2 separate regions of the Mus musculus genome follow, and region 2 is linked to region 1. The links are chromatin contacts, called in public promoter capture Hi-C maps. All regions are on one chromosome and are shown on one strand. Each heading gives the region's core, a stretch centred on a gene start, on an enhancer-like site or on the middle of the called end of the contact. The rest is flanking DNA. Distances are from core to core; before and after follow the strand shown.

The links. Promoter capture Hi-C pulls out the DNA fragments that hold promoters and counts their contacts.
Region 2: a promoter capture Hi-C map of pre-B cells shows a contact between it and region 1. The contact joins the promoter of Kbtbd8 here to the promoter of Pole4 in region 1. A contact is called at or near these places in 2 of 39 promoter capture datasets (liver and pre-B cells).

What each region holds. Positions count from the first base shown.
Region 1 is chr6:82,651,078-82,654,922 of GRCm38.p6, forward strand. Pole4 (polymerase (DNA-directed), epsilon 4 (p12 subunit)) reads right to left here and starts at 1,788. Exons shown (of 4, transcript NM_025882.3): 1 at 1,547-1,788; 2 at 1,006-1,090; 3 at 360-401. The coding sequence starts at 1,762.
Region 2 is chr6:95,116,103-95,119,947 of GRCm38.p6, forward strand. It overlaps Kbtbd8 (kelch repeat and BTB (POZ) domain containing 8), which reads left to right and starts at 1,778. Exons shown (of 4, transcript NM_001008785.5): 1 at 1,778-1,872; 2 at 2,421-2,631. The coding sequence starts at 1,857. It overlaps Kbtbd8os (kelch repeat and BTB (POZ) domain containing 8, opposite strand), which reads right to left and starts at 1,529. Exons shown (of 2, transcript NR_153843.1): 1 at 1,490-1,529.

The sequences.
Region 1 (3,845 bases), core at 538-3,037:
GAAACACACATACACGTAAATAAAAAGGAATCTTAAAAAAAGTTACAAATTGTTTCTAATTCTTAACATTATAAAGGAGCAATATTAATATTTAGTTTGGAGATATAAACAGGATTCAAAATCTAAATCCAATTCTACTGGTAATTTATATACTCCCTCCTTCTTCTTTTAAGCTTGCAATTTCCCTGTAGAATTTCTAATTCCCCAAGAATGGAAAATGTTCCTTTTTTTTCTATCAAAACAGGGAGAATTGCTGCCATGTATACAAAGGAAAACCACACATCTGTTTTATAAGGTTTTATAAGGTTTGAAGCTCACATCATCAACAGAGAAATAGTCTGTGCAGGCAGTGAACTCACCTTCTAGAAAAGCGAATTCATCCACAGCTTCTATTGCATTATCTGAAACACAAGGTAAAGGGATACTTGATTGGCTCTTGCCATTCAGACATCAGACCCAACATGGAATTTTATGCAAATGACATCACTTACAAACTGTAACCCAGAGGTCCTAAGATCCATCTTTACACTCACTATTCTTTTAACTGTCTCACCTCAAAAGCCAGCGAAAATGCTGTTCAAGGCATCCTACAATCCTGTCTTATTCCAAAATTCACTTTTCTCTCTACTCTAAAGACACTAGAACAAGGCCGGGCGTGGTGGTGCACGCCTTTAATCCCAGCACTTGGGAGACTGAGGCAGGTGAATTTCTGAGTTCGAGGCCAGCCTGGTCTACAGAGTGAGTTCCAGGACAGCCAGGGCTGCAGAGAAACCCTGTCTCGAAAAACAAAAACAAAAAAAAAAGATACTAGAAAAAGAGTTTGGCAGCATAGAAGGGAATGAGAGGTACAGTCTCTAAAGGCTTACACATGTGGAAGGGTTACCAGGTAGACAAATAAACCAAAAGCCAAATTTCCCCTTGCTTCAATGATGCCTTGTGAAACAGCTATAAGAAAGCCCAGCCCATAGCTCCCCTGTCCACCCTGGGGTACCACAGCGACTCTACCCAAATCTCTCCTCTGGAGAGTTTTCCTCTTTCCTTGTTGAGCACAGCAGTAGGCATCTTTTGCGATAGTCTCCACGAACAGTTCCTGCAACAAAAAAAAAAAAAAGCAAGCAGAGATTAGTGGACTCTAGCCCACTGAGATGAGCAATCCTGTGTAGACGTGGACAAGAAGGGTAAAGGGGGAACTCTACCACACAGGAAAGTTCTAGAAGCTACCATTGTACTGAACTTATGAAAATACTTCTGCTATCCCTCTCCATAGCTCCAATCCCCCTGCTCTAATATCTCCAAATCCACCCTACTCATTCATTAGGATCCCCTTCAAGTTCTGTGTGAGCCGTGGGAGCCATGCAAACTAAATTTGCGTGGGTCCTCGTGAAGAGGAGAGTGGCTAACCAACTCAAACGGGGCCCACAGAGGCCTTCCTAGGTCTCAGTCAAGTCAGGTCGGCGTACCAGGGCCCGCCACGCCCCCTAGCGCCACGCCCCCTAGATGCCACGCCCCTTTCCCCGACCCAGGCGCCCTTGCTTCCCCGTCGCACCGCGGCACGCGCCAGGATAAAGATGGCTTCCTGTCCCGCCAGCGTTACGTCAGGGTCTGCCTTCACCAAGGCCTTTACTCTCGCCAGAGGCAGCCTCGAGAGGCGAACTCCCCCGGGTGCACTCGTCGGGGCTTGGGCCTGCGAAGCCGCTGCCTCCCCTCCGGGAGCCTCTTCCTCTCTGGGCGTCCCGCTCCCAGCAGCCGCCGCTGCCGCCATCCCCTCCCGAAACGTGTGGCGCGCGGTCGCTGACTGAGCGCGCGCACGCGATTTCGGCCCCTTTCCCGCGCCGGGTAGAGACCACGCCTCTCCGTGTGGGCGTGGCCCCACCCTCACTAGGCGTGGCGCGCCAGAACCGCCCCCTCTGACTCCGGGGTCTGATGTACTCTTCCGGGCGGCCACAGCCTGGAAGCGGCCGGGCGTGGCCTAGCTGAGCCGGAAGTCCGGATGCTTCTCTAGAGCCTCAGTAGGTGCTGAGTTTAACCTCTAGGCCAACAGGAGGGGAACCCGTGGGTGTCCCCACAACGCTGCCCCGCGCAGCGACAGACCCGGGCCAGCGCCGGGGATCATGTTTTAGGTGGAATGGGACGTTTGACGGGCAGAATTGGAAGTGCGGTTTAGTGGGAGGAAACCACTGCAAAAAAGGCGTGCAGACACGGAGAGCAAGTTTTGTCTGTGGTTGGTCAAACAAGGGTTAGCTCAGAACACTGATCTCCTTACTCAAAACAACAAAACTAAAAACTGTGTTCTCTAGGAACATTAATTGCATAGGGTTTATGTTTTAAAATACTAGTATGTAGTGTTGGCAAAACATTATCATGACAAGTAACTTTTCAAAAACAAAAATTGGCGGGGCGGTGATGGCACACGCCTTTAATCCCAGCACTTGGGAGGCAGAGGCAGGCGGATTTCTGAGTTCGAGGCCAGCCTGGTCCACAAAGTGAGTTCGAGGACAGCCAGGGCTACACAGAGAAACCCTGTCTCGAAAAAACCAAAACCAACAAAACAAAACAAAAACAAAAATTGATGAGAAAAAAATTAATGTCTCCTTTAGAAAACAATTTGATCGTCTAGCTGCTTCTCAACATTTTACTATCTGTTTTTTTGCATAGTTATGGAAAATTCCACTGCACCTTCTTGAGAGAATGAGAATGACTAAGATTAAGATAACTTTTACCAGGTGTGGTGGTGCACGCCTTTAATATAAGCACTCAAGTAGCAAAAGCACATCATGCTCTTTGAAACCAGCCTGGTGTACAGAGGGAGTTCCCAAGCCAGCGAGGACGACATAGTAAGGCCCTATCTTTAAAACAGAAAATCGCTTTGACCTCGCCGGCCTCTGCAAAGGATCTCCAAGAAGCCTCTCCCTGCCTCTTCTTACCTATGAGTTCTCATACCGAACCAGAGATCTGGCATGGAAGTGTGGCAAATATTCGCAATAGGCAAGAGAGACAACTCAGTAAAGTGTATGCTGCTCATCAAGGACCTGAGTTCGAATCACCAGAACACAGTAAAAGGCTAGTGTGATAGAACTCCTGTAACTTCTGCACTAAGAGAACAGGATTGCTTAAGTTCTTTGGCCAGCTAAGCTAGCCGAACCAAATCAGTGAGCTTGTGGACCTTGGGCCTTTATACCAACAAATGCATCCAACACACACTAAATTTTTAATATAAGGCATAATAAGAACACTGTGTACCTAGTTAATTGCTTTATATAAATATTAATGTTTAGTCATAATGCCTGTACTATTGATGCAGGTAAGTAATTTTATTTACAGCTATGAGTGAGCCACAGACTGTTCCACAGTGTACCTGTGGAATAAGGGGAAGCCAAGGGCTCATTGCATAATAACCTGAAATCATTTACTTCCAAATTTAAGCAATAAACTTTAACTGGGTCTATACACAGAGGCCCCACTGGAACAAAATGAGTTTTGGCCAGAATTAAAAGCTCCAGGGGAGGAGCGATGAGTTACATTGTACCAGAGTTTTCCTTAGGACCTTTGTCTTGAGTGCTCTCTACTGTGTACTTAAGAAAAAAAGAAAAAAAAAAACCAAGAAACTTTATTCTTATTGGTTGATTGTTCGTAGAAATTGATTACATAGATTTCCAATCTTTTCACCCCAACTTTGAAATGATTTAAATCCAATGTAACCTGTAAGGATCACTGTACTGGGCTCCTTCCACCCTCTCAATTTTGTAACACCTCCAGGTCCTCTCTGCACCTGGACCATATAGACTGGGTCTCTAGTTCTTTTGTTCTTCCCCCAAAGCTTTTATCTACTTCAGATCCCAGGTTCT
Region 2 (3,845 bases), core at 528-3,027, about 12 Mb after region 1:
GGAAGCACCACATCTTATTAATTTGCCTAGTGGCACAGCACTTGGAACTTTGTTTAAATTTCTAACGTACCTAGGGAATAGAACTACTTTAAATCATTCCCACTCTATCAGTCACAGGTAAAATTTCAAGACCCCTTTAACAAGGTCACCTGGAGTTGGTGATGAGGCTCCCTGGGAGCTGGTAGTGTGCATGCATGGTGCCTGTGGTTCAATTTACAGCAATATACTAAATACATAAATAAAAAATAATAAAATATTCAACTGCTTGACCTAATGCTAGGAAAGTTACTACTGTGAACTAAGTCTCTACTGAAGCTTCCTTCCCATTCACTGATAAAGGGGTATCTGCAAGTATTTGTTCACTTCGCTTTCCATTCATCTTTTAAGTTTCTACAACTTGTCAGAGCATCCTGTTAGATGCCAGAAACAGGATGAGGAAATCAGAATAGATAACAAGGTGGCTGGGGAGATGGCTCCGTGATTAAAGTGCTTGCCATGCCGAGAGAGAGAGAGAGAGAGAGAGAGAGAGAGAGAGAGAGAGAGAGAGAGAGAGAGAGAGTTAATATCTCTGGGTTTCGATTGAGAGACCATGCTTCACTGTATAAGGTAGAAAAGCAGCGTTGTAGGATTTCTGACACCAATCTCCGGCCTCCACGTGCACCTGCACCGCCCCCCAACATGTACATCCACTCGTGCAAACAAAACAAAACAAAACAAAACACCAAACCACAGATACAAATGCACACACACAGAGACTCAGACAGACAGACAGACAGACAGACACACACACACACACACACACACAATAGGAGAAGAAAAAAAAATAGGTCAACAATAAAACCCCTGCTTTCTTGCAAAAAACTATGAAGTAGACTGAATGCCGAGTGCTCGCTGTTATAAGAGAGGTTCAAGGGCTGGAAGAGCTTGTGCAAGAGCCAGGGTTGAGCACGGTCCAGAGGAGCGCCAGGCTCAGCCTCTCTCCAGCATCTCTTCACAGGAAAGCCGGAGGCCCTCTTCACGTTCAAGAAGCCCAGGGGAAATCAATTATCCGAGTCTCCCTTGAGTACTCGAGCGCTCTTCGGTGTGACAGGTGTTTCCTGGTGTGCTAGAAATGCAAGCCAAGTGGATTCAGGTCCTGAGTGGCCATGTAACCAGACCCAGTTGATCTGTGAAAAGCGGGGCATGTGGCTAAGGGGATGCAATTTCAAGTGGGCGTTACAGGTGACTCATCAGAGACCTATCGATGGTGTGTGTGTGTGTGTTGGGGGGGGGGGGGTTGTCTTATATCCTTTGTATTTTTGGATAACAGCCCTCCTGACCATTTCCAACTTTTCGGAGTTTCATAGCCCTCGTGCAGAGCGCGTTTTCATACCAGAATCTAGTCACGGATAGGGAATTTGGGGTATGAAGACAATTATTTTTAAAGTGGAGTCGAGACTAGGAGAGAGGCCCTTGCCGGGGAAATTTGCTCAATAAGAGCTTTTCCTACCTCACTCCTCAGAGTGACAGTTCGCCTCAGCCAGATGACTACATTTCCCAGCGGGCGCTGTGCATCTCAAGGCACAGGCTGGCGGGCTCGGGGCGCTCCTCCGCCCAGCTAGCCAATAGAAATGCTCGGCTTGGGCCTCTGTCCGACTAGGAGCACGCGGGAACGGGGGCCTTAAAACTACATTTCCCGACGCGCTGGTAATCGCGCACTGACCAATCAGAGCCAGGTATTTTGAGGCTCGGGGAGGAGCCGACTCGGTCAGCCACCCTCATTGGCTAGGCAACGCTTAGCAGAGCCGGAACCCGGGAGCGAGCGAAACGCAATGACATTTCCTCTTTAAATAACCGGAGCCGGGGCCCCTGTAGTAATGGCCGCGTCGGCAGGTGGGTGGCGTGGTGCGGCCGCCCGCAGTGTCGGAGGAGGGAAGCAGGAGCGCGGGCGCCGGCCACAACCTGAAGCGGCGGCCTTAAGGCGGGAGGGAAGGATGGAGAGACGGCGGGCGCGGAGGCGAGGATGAATGGGGAGGAGGGCGGTGGGCGGCGCGCCCGCGAAGATGGGGCGTCTGGGTACCGGCCGCCCGCGAGGCGGTTGAGGGGTGCCCTGGCAGTCGCCCTCGATCGCGCTGCCCTCGGGAGCCTTCCGTCCCGCGCTCGACCCGGAGCCGAGTCCCCGCGCATCGCCGCCGCTGCCGGCTCGGCTGGCTCGCCTCACACGCTCCCTCCGCGAGCGCGGCGGTCCGGGCTCGCCGGGCTCCGGAGGAGCGCGCCGGCCTGGGAACTTGTTCGCCCTTGTTGAGCTCTCGGCTCCTAGAGCCTGTGTCGGCGCTCCTGTGCCCACACACGGACGTTTGTGTACGGGGTGGGGGGGAAAAAAACCCACGATGCCGTAAACTGGCTTCGAACTTCTTGTGGTTGTGCGATTTTTCTCCTAGATTTAAGTAAGTCTTCCCCAACACCGAATGGGATTCCATCTTCAGACACAGCCAACGATACCATGGATCCTTTCCATGCTTGCAGTATTCTTAAGCAACTCAAAACAATGTACGATGAAGGACAGTTGACAGACATTGTAGTGGAAGTGGATCACGGGAAAACATTTTCCTGTCATAGAAACGTTCTTGCTGCAATCAGCCCCTACTTCAGGTATGACGACGGTAGAAACTTATATATTACTATCCGTACAAGACTCCCTTTCAACCCAGTGTTAGCCACTTGATTGTGGTACTGAGTTGGGACAAATACATAAAGGCAAACCAGGTGTTTATTTTCTGAGAGTAGGTAACAGGTCTTGCTTGTCTTACTAATGAGCCCCTGTTTTGAGGTGGGATTCCAGAGTTTAGATAGTTGGATTTTAAGTTAGTGGACTTGTGAGGTATTCATACTATGTATGCTGCCAGCCACATTTGAAAAAAATTATAATGCTTTAAAATTAAAATCAGTGGCGACACTAAAACATGTCACGTGCACAGACAACTAAGTGTGGCTGGTGGCTGCTGTACTGGGCAACGGGGATATACAGTGTTTCAATCAATCATTGAAATGATCTAGAATTTTAAATATTTCTGATGTTTCCCCACCCCCCACCCCCGGTTTTTAGTACATAGGACTTTTTTTTTTTTTTTTTTTTTTTGAGTTTAAAACATAGGAACTTGCTCCTTTATAAATAAACTAGGATTTTAAGATTGTTTTAATGCCATGGAGTTTTGTGAAGAGTAGTGAAATAAAATACAGGTTATTTATGTCTTACTTTCCAAGATTCCCAGAAATAGTTCATGCTTTCTAAACTCTCTTTTTGTCCCTTTTGCCATAAAATGTTGAAAAGTGAAAGTTTTATTTGAACTCAAGTCTGAAAACTAAGTTTTTAGTCTAAGAACAGATGATTGGAATCGGTTTTGTTTCAGGTACTTCCTTCTAAAAGCCCTTCAGCATACAGAAGTGGTTCGTGAATGATAGGAAGACTATCTTGTCAGCCACACTCTTGCTCTATCTTTTGAGGTGCTTATAAGGTGCTTATCCATCCCACTGTAATGTTGCATTCATTAGTTTCTGGTCCCTCTTTCTCAGAATGCTGGGTCAAATACAGTTACATCAGTTTTGATATTGAAAATCGTTTAGACTTGCCTGGGGTAGGTCATTGAACCAAGTATTAATTATTACAGGATAGAAAGCTGGAAAGAAAAAAGATGAAATGTCCAGAACACAGGTTGGCTTGGCATTAGAAGCCACTGCTGCTTGTCATGTGTGTATTTGAATATATGGCACGCTTGTTCCTTACCAAACTCTGAGTGAAGCTTACTTGATATGTATTGTCTTCAATAATCCTAATAATCTTGTGCTTATACAGTTATGCCCATATG